Regions from separate parts of the Canis lupus genome. Here region 2 is linked to region 1. Evidence: chromatin contacts called from public Hi-C data. All regions are on one chromosome and are shown on one strand. Each heading gives the region's core, a stretch centred on a gene start, on an enhancer-like site or on the middle of the called end of the contact. The rest is flanking DNA. Distances are from core to core; before and after follow the strand shown. Region 1 overlaps GRHL1 (grainyhead-like protein 1 homolog). Region 2 overlaps ODC1 (ornithine decarboxylase).

Region 1 (4,450 bases), core at 706-3,205:
TTGCTTTGAATAGAAACTCGACACTGGGAAGCAAGGGGAGGTTAGGTTTTAGGTTGGATTACCATGAAATCCTCTTGTAAATGGAATATCACTTTGGGTCAGAGACTTCCTGGAATTGTTGAGGGTTAAGTGTAACTTTCCCAGGCTGCTGTTTTTGAGTCATAAATTGAGCCACGTGGCCTTGAATGATAGAGAAAAATTTAGCTTTCTCATTTGGTTGTAAAATGAAAAATATGATGATTTGGTTACTTGATATGCTTAGTTTGCATGGACTACTGTGTGTTGGCCTTTCTTTTTGTCTTGTGCCTGTTTATCTTTTGTCTGTTTCATAACCTACCTCCTTAACCCAGATTTGTAAGTTGTATATGAAGTGTTTCTTAACAGCATACTGTTGACCATTGGACAGTACTGCAGAGGCCCACTTATATGTTGGTCTTTTCCAATAAATGGAAAATTTTTTTGAGATTTGTAACACTTTGAAAAAAGTTGTAGATGAACTGCGTAGCCTAGAGATAACTGAGAAAGTTAAGAAAAAGGTATTGTAAAAATAGAGTTTAGAATATGTATAACTTACAGAACATGTGTTAATTGGCAATGTTATTGGGAAGGCTTCTGGTCAACAGGCCACTAGTTAAGTTTCAGAGGAGTCAAAAGTTATATGTGGATTTTTGGCTCTTGGTGGGGGGCAAGCAGTTGGTACTCCTAACCCTTGCATTGTTCTAGGGTCAACAGTATAGGAAAAGATTTAAAGTCAAAGCACAAAGTTTCTGTAATGGATTTGAAATGTATACGTGCCACTTTTTGCCTGTATATTAGGTTTCGGTATTTTTAAAAATGAAAGCATTTTGTTTATTTCCTGAAAATGGGTTAACTGGAAAGAAAAATCATAGTGGGCTAGAAAAGGTAGCCCTAGACCCAGCACTGTGCTAAAAGTGTTGAGATAGCTTCCACGTGACGAATATGGACCTAGCCTTACAATATTTGCAGTCTAGTCAGGTAAATAAAACATAAAACATGTAAAAATGGCAAACCATTCCCCGTAGTGAAAAAAAGTGATTAGGGTAAAAAATTGATTTGGGAAAGACAGATTGCAGGGCATAAAGGGGGGGAAGTTGTGGATATGAATTCCAGCCCTTCGCCTTCTACCTTGGCACAGTTTTTTTTTTTTTTAAATCTCTCTGGGCTTCACCCATAAAAGGATTAACACTGTCTCTCAAGGTTGTGAAATGAGATCATGTGTATAAAGCAGGTGCCCAGTGCCGGTATGGAACCCTAAGTATGCACTGCTGTGGCATCTACAACACAGGTTGGGGTGAATGGAAACTCTCTGTGGAGATGGCTCCAGAGCTGGACCTCTGCAGATGTGGGGACGCAGAGAGGACATGCGGGGTGACTTGGACTGGGACAGGACGGACACAGTAGGAGGGAGAAGGACAAGGATAAAGACGAGAGGCAGGAGTGAGCAGTAAAATGTGTTCTTAGGGGCCATGAGTAGACTGGCCTGAGTGGAGAGCTAATGCAGGGACAGGGTAAGGGATGACTTTTCAGTCTGTTCATGTGGACGAGTTCTCAGTCATTGTAGGGTGTTTGGGTCTTTTCCTTCTTGGAAATAGCATATAGACTAGATCAAGAATAAAACCCCTGTGTTTCAGTATTTGCAAACCTTCTAGAGAGCGTTTTTTGTCGTTATGGTTACAGTTTTCTTACCTGTCCACCCCCTTCTCTTTACCTACATTCTTAGAAGCTCCCCTACCCCAGCTTTTCTGGCTTAAACTTCTCCCTGTGTCTGGGTCTTGGTTCAGCCAGTGGCACCCCACACTACTTGTGGTAGATCTGTTCTCGGTTGTTGGGGCTTAGGGGTTGTTGGCCATTGGACCAGAAGGAATCCAGCGGGAGGGTCTTGGCTGGTCTATGAAAGGCACTGATTTTTACAACTGTAATTCCAATAGTCCCCACTGTGTGGTGCTCACGCATCAGAAATAAATTACAAAGCTCAATGGTTGAAAGGGAGCTCTTGTACATTGATTGTGACCTTGTGTGGCGAGGTTAAAATCCATAATCACAAAAAAAGAGGGAAATGGGGTGACAAAACATGAGAGACTCCTCTAACTCTGGGAAACGAACAAAGGGTTGTGGAAGGGGAGGCTGGCGGGAGGATGGGGTAACTGGGTGACAGGCACTGAGGGGAGCACTTGATGGGATGAGCACTGGGTGTTACATGTTGGCAAATCGAAATTCAATTAAAAAGAAAGAGGGAAATGGAGCATGTTTTTTTTTGTTTTTTGTTTTTGTTTTTTTTTTGCTGTACAAAGATTCACTTGGGTTTCTCCTAACAACTTACTTTAATAATGTCAGTAATGCCTCTTTAATAACATGCCACTTTTAATAATGTGACTCACTGAGTTCATAAATTCCAGAATACTGGGGCATGCTTTGGTTGCTACAGTTATCCTTAGAGGTAGTGTAGACATAAATGGAGGCAGGTTCCCAGAGTTTGTACTAAGCTATAAAACATCTCTGTATCTCTGTGCTATTGGTAACATTGGTAAAAATGACATCAAGAAAGACAACTGGACTCTTCCATAGTCTGATGCTAAGTAAATATTCTAGAAGGGAAAATCAACAGGTTCAAAGCTGCTATTTTTTTACCTTTAAATAAAGTCTGCCATTCCTATGACCAGAAGTAGTTTTAAAATAAGCCCTTCATTTAAAAAAAAAAAAAAGTTGTTGTTGTTGTAGTTTTTTTTTTTTTTTTTTTTTTTTTTTTTTTGAGTGAGCAGCTGAGCTCTTATTTAGAACATATTTGAGTAATTTTGGGGATGTTGGTATTTTTACAAGCTGTGCTAAGGTTGACTGTTGCTGCCTATTGTTTATAATACCTTTTTTTTCCTTTTCAGGTTTTCATCTCTGTGAACTGCTTAAGCACAGATTTCTCTTCTCAGAAAGGCGTGAAGGGGTTGCCTCTTAATATTCAAATTGACACCTATAGTTATAACAACCGTAGCAATAAGCCTGTGCATCGGGCATACTGCCAGATAAAAGTCTTCTGTGATAAGGTAAGCTTGTCAGATTGGGTAGGGACAGTAAGAATAAAGCATGTGAGATATACTCTTCCTCATGGAGAATGACCAAGAGTCTTTTTCATATTTAAGTTTGATATAAATGTATTGCTGATAAAATATGAAATAGCTTATTTAAAGTTAGAAATTATTGTTTTAGCCATGCATAGACACGTTATACAGGGGAGGGAAAAAAAATCTTGTTTTAACTGAAAAATTTGAAGGGCCAATGAATCCATTCTGTTGGGCATGTCTGATAGAATCCGGGTGGCGCACATGGAATACGTGTGGGGCTATGCTCAGTCCTGGGTGGCCCCTCTGCTTACTGAGACTTGTAGGCAGGGGCTGCAGTAGCTCTGGAGCTTTGTGTCTGAGGGCTCCATGTGAATGATGACTGTAAAGGGCTGTCCTTTAACTAGCTTACCTCCCTCTGGGCTTTTGGTAAATTGTCAGCCAGCTCACTGAATCAGATGAGATTCAGATTCGTCTCTAGAGTAGCAGGTAGGCAAGAAGAGAAAGTATAAGCCTAAACGAATTCAATGTCATCTCTTTTATCTGGAGAAGAATTGGTTACTTTGCCAGGTGCAGAGCCAGGGGCCCAGCTGGAATGAACTGCAGACAGCAGCTAGTAGGCCCACTGTGTCTCGAAGATTGGAGACTGTATTCTCCTCAAGAACTCAGCAGCAGCCCCAGAGAAACAAGTGCTCCAATGAAATAAGACTGAGGCGACTTTAACTTTTCTTACTTAGGAAATACTGGACCATATTTTTGGCCAGTCCCTTCTTTTTATCCTGTTTAAAAAACAGCCCTCTCTGTTATTAAGATTTCTAGAAGGTACTAGAAAACTGGAAGTGTACGTGCTATCAGAGGTCTGCTGTCCTGATTTTCACACTGGGGACCAGAACATAGTATGTGGCCTCAGTGGAGCAGCCTGAGACCTTCTGAGTTCAGAAAGCCTTCTTTTTTTTTTTTTTTTTAATTTATGATAGTCACAGAGAGAGAGAGAGAGAGGCAGAGACACAGGCAGAGGGAGAAGCAGGCTCCATGCACTGGGAGCCCGATGTGGGATTCGATCCCGGGTCTCCAGGATCGCGCCCTGGGCCAAAGGCAGGCGCCAAACCGCTGCGCCACCCAGGGATCCCCAGAAAGCCTTCTGATACACCCAGATTCAGTAACATTTATTGAGTACCGTGTGCCTGGTAATGTGCTAGGCTGTATTCATTTTCTGTTGTTGCAGTTTTCAGAATACCACAAACTTAGTGGCTCAAACAACACACTTTTATTATTGAATGGTTCTAGAGGTCAGAAGTCTGAGATCTTGCTGGACTAAAATCAAGCTGTTAGAGGGCCACATCTCATTTTGGAGTCTCTGGAGGAGAATCAGTTTCTCT
Region 2 (4,450 bases), core at 1,226-3,725, 380 kb after region 1:
GCCATAGTTGCTCACTTCACACAGTAAGCCTGGAAGTGTCAGGTTTCTGTGAATGACTAGACTATGCCCTTTTTTTTTTTTTTTTTTTTTTGAGAGCACAAGTGACGCAGCAGGAGGAGCAGCAGAGGGAGAGGGAGCAGACTCTTCGATGGAGCAGGGAACCCAACATGGGGCTTGATCTCCACCCCAAGATCATAATCTGAGCCAGGTCAACTGAGGTACCCAGGCGCCCCTAGGCAGTGCCAACCTTATCAGTGGCAACAGGTAACCGCACACGGCAAACTAGGACTTAAGAGGGTGTTGGAGGAGCGTCGACACACACCCAGCATCTGAGCTCTCCATCCTCTTGGACTAACTCACTCCCAGGTGTAAGGACCAGAGGCCATTTGGCCTGGGCCAGCCTACCTGCCCCTCCAGGCCCGAGCGTGGCCTTGGCAAAGCCCAGACACTGGGGACTCACAGGCGCTGCAGGAGGCTCTCGAGGGGACAGGACCCTGGCACGGCCAGCTGGGCAGGCTGCATTTCACCCAACTGGCGGAGGGAAGAGCTCTTTCCAAGTCCTTGGCATTCAGAGTGGAAAGGACCTCCCCCCATCTTCTTCTCCATCTAAGCTCCCTGCCTCTACTCCAAGCTCCCCTTCCCTTCCTGCTCAAGTAGGCCTCATTCGCCAACATGCAGCGTGGTGACTAGCTCCCGTCTCTCACCAATTCCTTTATTCTGAACATCCTGAGTAATGATAAAAGGACATGCTCAGAGAAGTGAGACAAACCGTCAGTTGCAGAGGTTTGTCCCTCCCCTTGGCCCCTGCTCCAGTCAAACCTGTTTTGTTTATAGCTCCTGAGAAACTGCGTTCACCTACGGCAAGGAAAACCGTATTCTCAGGTCTAGGAGGGGAGAGCGGACCTGGTGACGTGCCAGGCCCGAGTCTGGCTGAGCAGCCAAGGACGAGCTAATTCCGTGATCACAGCAATGCAGTCAGTCGTGCAATTCAGGTGTTGGGAGGGAAAGGTGGCTTAAGAAACGGCAGTCATTCCCCTCAGATTGTTTGGGAGTGAATACAGCACCAGCTGCAGGACTTGGCTCCATTTACTCCCCGAGGTGAAAGGAGCCACAGCATTCCCTCCCAGCTGGACTGTGTACAGGCTTCCCTGGCCCTGTACTGTAGCTGGTGACGCTTGGTGCCGCGCAGCAACAGGTGAGTAACCAGTGGCTTCCTAGAACCACATCCGGCTCTTGCATGGCCAGCCTTCCCCACATACAGCTACTGCAGGGATTTGACATTCTCATCTTCGGGGTTACACACAGTATGAGAGCCTGATGTCCTATTTTGGGGAGTGGGGTTAGGAGTTGAGTAAGGGAACGTAAAAGGCCAGTGGTCAAAGTCAAAGAAGGTAGAGAGCTACAACACAGGATAATTATTGTTGAATTTATTAAAATAAGTTGACTGCCAAATGTTGTACCACATTCCTAACTTGCAGCTATGCAACTTGTCCAGGAGAGAAGACAAGTGGGAAGGAACATCTGTCCTGCAGGCAGCGCTCAGGGGGGCTCCATGGGCCTTCCCTGGGCCCCAGCCCTGACACAAGGCAGTTAACAAATGGCCCTGAGCACTCCATCACAGCCACTTCTGTGTACACCCGGGGCGGGCTGAGCTGGGACAGCAGCACAGGGGTATGGCCTGTCTCCTCCTCGCTTTTCCTTCTACCTACATGTGGGCTAAATTCACTGTGCTCTGTGAGAATCCAAAGCAAACGCTGTACAAGACTCATGTACTTGAAATAAAAATGTTGACTAGGATGATGGCATTTTGATGGATTTTCAAAATATTGAAAACCACCAACTCCTAAGTCCTCTGGGATAATTTTCTCAGCCGGTGGGACAATCTCCACTTACAAAACACATTCAAGGTGAGCCGTTTGGAATGGACACACTAAAAATTCCCCAATGCCTAATTATTTCAAGATACTTTATTTTCAAAACAGGTCACAACACTAAGCTTTTGGCCCATTCTGCCAACATACAAGCTACAAACGCTTGCTCAGCAGCTGAGGGGCACTCCTTAGTAGCATGTTTGAAAATTGAATAAAAATCCATATAAAACAAATATTCAAATAGTTTCCATAGGAACACAGATAAGTGACCCCATCTCCTAGTCTTCCATACTGTTGCATTCATGCCAACCCTACTTACAGACATCTCAAAACTAGCAGTAATTAAGTTAAACGGTCCCCCCAAATCCCACAATTCAAGCTAAACTCGAAGTTAACAGCTACAGGAGTGGCACCTACACGTTAATGCTAGCTGAAGCACAGGCAGCGGGGGGACGTTTCATCCCGCTCTCCCAAGCACAGGACACTGGCAGAGTGCTGACGTCTTGCTCCTCTACTTCGGGCGGGAAGTCGTGGTTCTGGATCTGCTGCATCAGTTGCCTGAAGGACAGAAGTAGCATATTCAGAAACCCTGAGTCACCCCGTAACTGGGCAGCTTCACACAAGAATCACTTATTCATGAGCCTATTTACTTCCTTGGTTACTAGGTCATCAGGAAGCAACTCAATGTTTCTAAAGCAAGCCTTTCTTCAGGACCATCATTTCCGTCACAGGGAAACCACAAGTCACGTGCATTCATTAAACTATTCTACTTATATATAAATACACTAATTTTTTTTGAAATAATTATACCTTTGCAAAAATCTGAAACCAAATACAGATCAGTATTCCCAGAAGGATTTTCTTTCCATTTGTATTTTCTGAATTTGACAGCATATATTCTTTTTTTTTTTTTTTTGACAGCATATATTCTTAAGGCAGAAAGGAAACTATTTTTAAAAACGTGGTTAGTGTTTAAATCTATTTTTTTAAAATATTTTATTTATTTATTCATGAGAGACGCAGAGAGAGAAAGAGGTAAAGACACAGGAGGAAGGAGAAGCAGGCTACATGCAGGCAGCCCGATGTGGGACTCGATCCCGGGACTCCAGGACCACACCCTGGGCCAAAGGCAGGTGCCAAACCGTTGAGCCACCCAGGGATCCCCTAGTGTTTAAATCTAAACGAGACAATTTCCTTTTAAACCAGACAACAAAATAAATAAATAAATAAATAAATAAATAAATAAATAAATAAATAAACAAACAAACAAACAAACAAACAAACCAGACAACAGCCAGCAGAAACCTGAGGAAATCTGTTCTTATTAAACCATAAACATGTGTTGCCATCACTAACCATGTTGGCCCCGACATCACATAGTAGATAGTTGGCCTCTGGAATCCATTGAAAGTAGAAGCAGCAGCAACAGTGTAAGCACCCATGTTTTCAAAGAGCATCCAATCGCCCACGTGTATCTCCGGCAAGTCGCAGCGCTCAACAATGCGATCCAGACCATCACACGTGGGTCCCCATATGCTAGTGGAATAGTACTTCTCATCTGGTTTAGGTCTCTACATTCGAAGAGAGAGAAACATAACTAGTTACCCTTGTTATTATGACCACACATCTTAACTGCTGCATATGCTATGTTCAGAAGGTACCTTCTGCAGAAGGGGCTTCACGTGGGCATGATCATAGAGGATGCAATTAAATGATCCATACACTCCATCGTTCACGTAATACATAAAGGTTTGTTCACTCGACTCATCTTCATCTAGAAAGGCAGAGTAGTCTCTATTACCACTTTCTGTACCAACTTACAACTATGTGTGCAGTGATTCATCCTTTATACGTACCATCGGAACCTGTCTGTTCCTTTAAGACGAGTTTTTTGGCAATGATGTTAACTGCGAGCGTGAAGGCTGACGCAACGTAGTATCTGCCGGGCTCGGCTATGACCCTTACCCCCGAGTCAGCCGGGAAGTACTTGTCCAGGGCTGGGTTGATAACACTGGTGATCTACAAGAGTGAGACAGACAAGGACAGTCATTATCAGGGGGAACTAACAGCAAAGAGCAGAAACCAGTGCTGTGACAGGACAGGATAAAAAAACGTTGAAAGCAGCCACCAGCAGGGAGGTTTATTATCAAGCAACCACAGAAGAAAAACAAACCAGCATCTCCCTAAAAAAAACCCTGTGGTTTCACTTAGATTCCCCTCTGGATACCTCCCCTCCTTTGTAAGATGTTATGGGTAGGATTCTCCCCAACAATAAATCACCTCTTACTGAGATATCAAGGTACCAAGTACTTTAACCTATCAAACTCACACCAACAGGATAAAACTCTTAATTCTTGTCTATCTCACAAAATCTCAGTAAGAAGGTGATCTGTTTCATAAATTCAACCACCACATAAGGGTCCACTTCATGAGATATGAAGTATTTAACTTCGTAATTAAAATGTTTAAAGGAAAATACAGTATCTAGAAGAGCACACTTGGGGTAACGACATATGGTCCACACACTTTGCACAGCAACATTTCCTAAAGTAATCAACTGTTTTACACGATTGGGTGGG

What was found. Hi-C and Micro-C count contacts between places; a contact is called where the count stands out from the background.
Region 2: a contact with region 1 is called in a Hi-C map of blood, with 5 times the contacts expected there. The contact joins two enhancer-like sites. A contact is called at or near these places in 4 of 9 Hi-C or Micro-C datasets (amygdala, blood and skin fibroblasts).

The regions. Positions count from the first base shown.
Region 1 is chr17:6,991,581-6,996,030 of UU_Cfam_GSD_1.0, forward strand. GRHL1 (grainyhead-like protein 1 homolog) reads left to right here. Exons shown (of 16, transcript XM_038560755.1): 9 at 2,898-3,056. Among named protein-coding and RNA genes, the nearest start is that of GRHL1, 32 kb to the left of the region's middle. Within about 2 kb of position 1,956, at least 2 of the 20 cell types and tissues checked have an H3K27ac peak or open chromatin away from gene starts, as enhancers often do. A contact at or near this core is called in blood, where this site is marked.
Region 2 is chr17:7,372,421-7,376,870 of UU_Cfam_GSD_1.0, forward strand. It overlaps ODC1 (ornithine decarboxylase), which reads right to left. Exons shown (of 12, transcript XM_038560768.1): 9 at 3,728-3,890; 10 at 3,533-3,645; 11 at 3,228-3,442; 12 at 1,948-2,429. The coding sequence ends at 2,285. Among named protein-coding and RNA genes, the nearest start is that of ODC1, 7.5 kb to the right of the region's middle. Within about 2 kb of position 2,476, at least 3 of the 20 cell types and tissues checked have an H3K27ac peak or open chromatin away from gene starts, as enhancers often do. A contact at or near this core is called in blood, where this site is marked.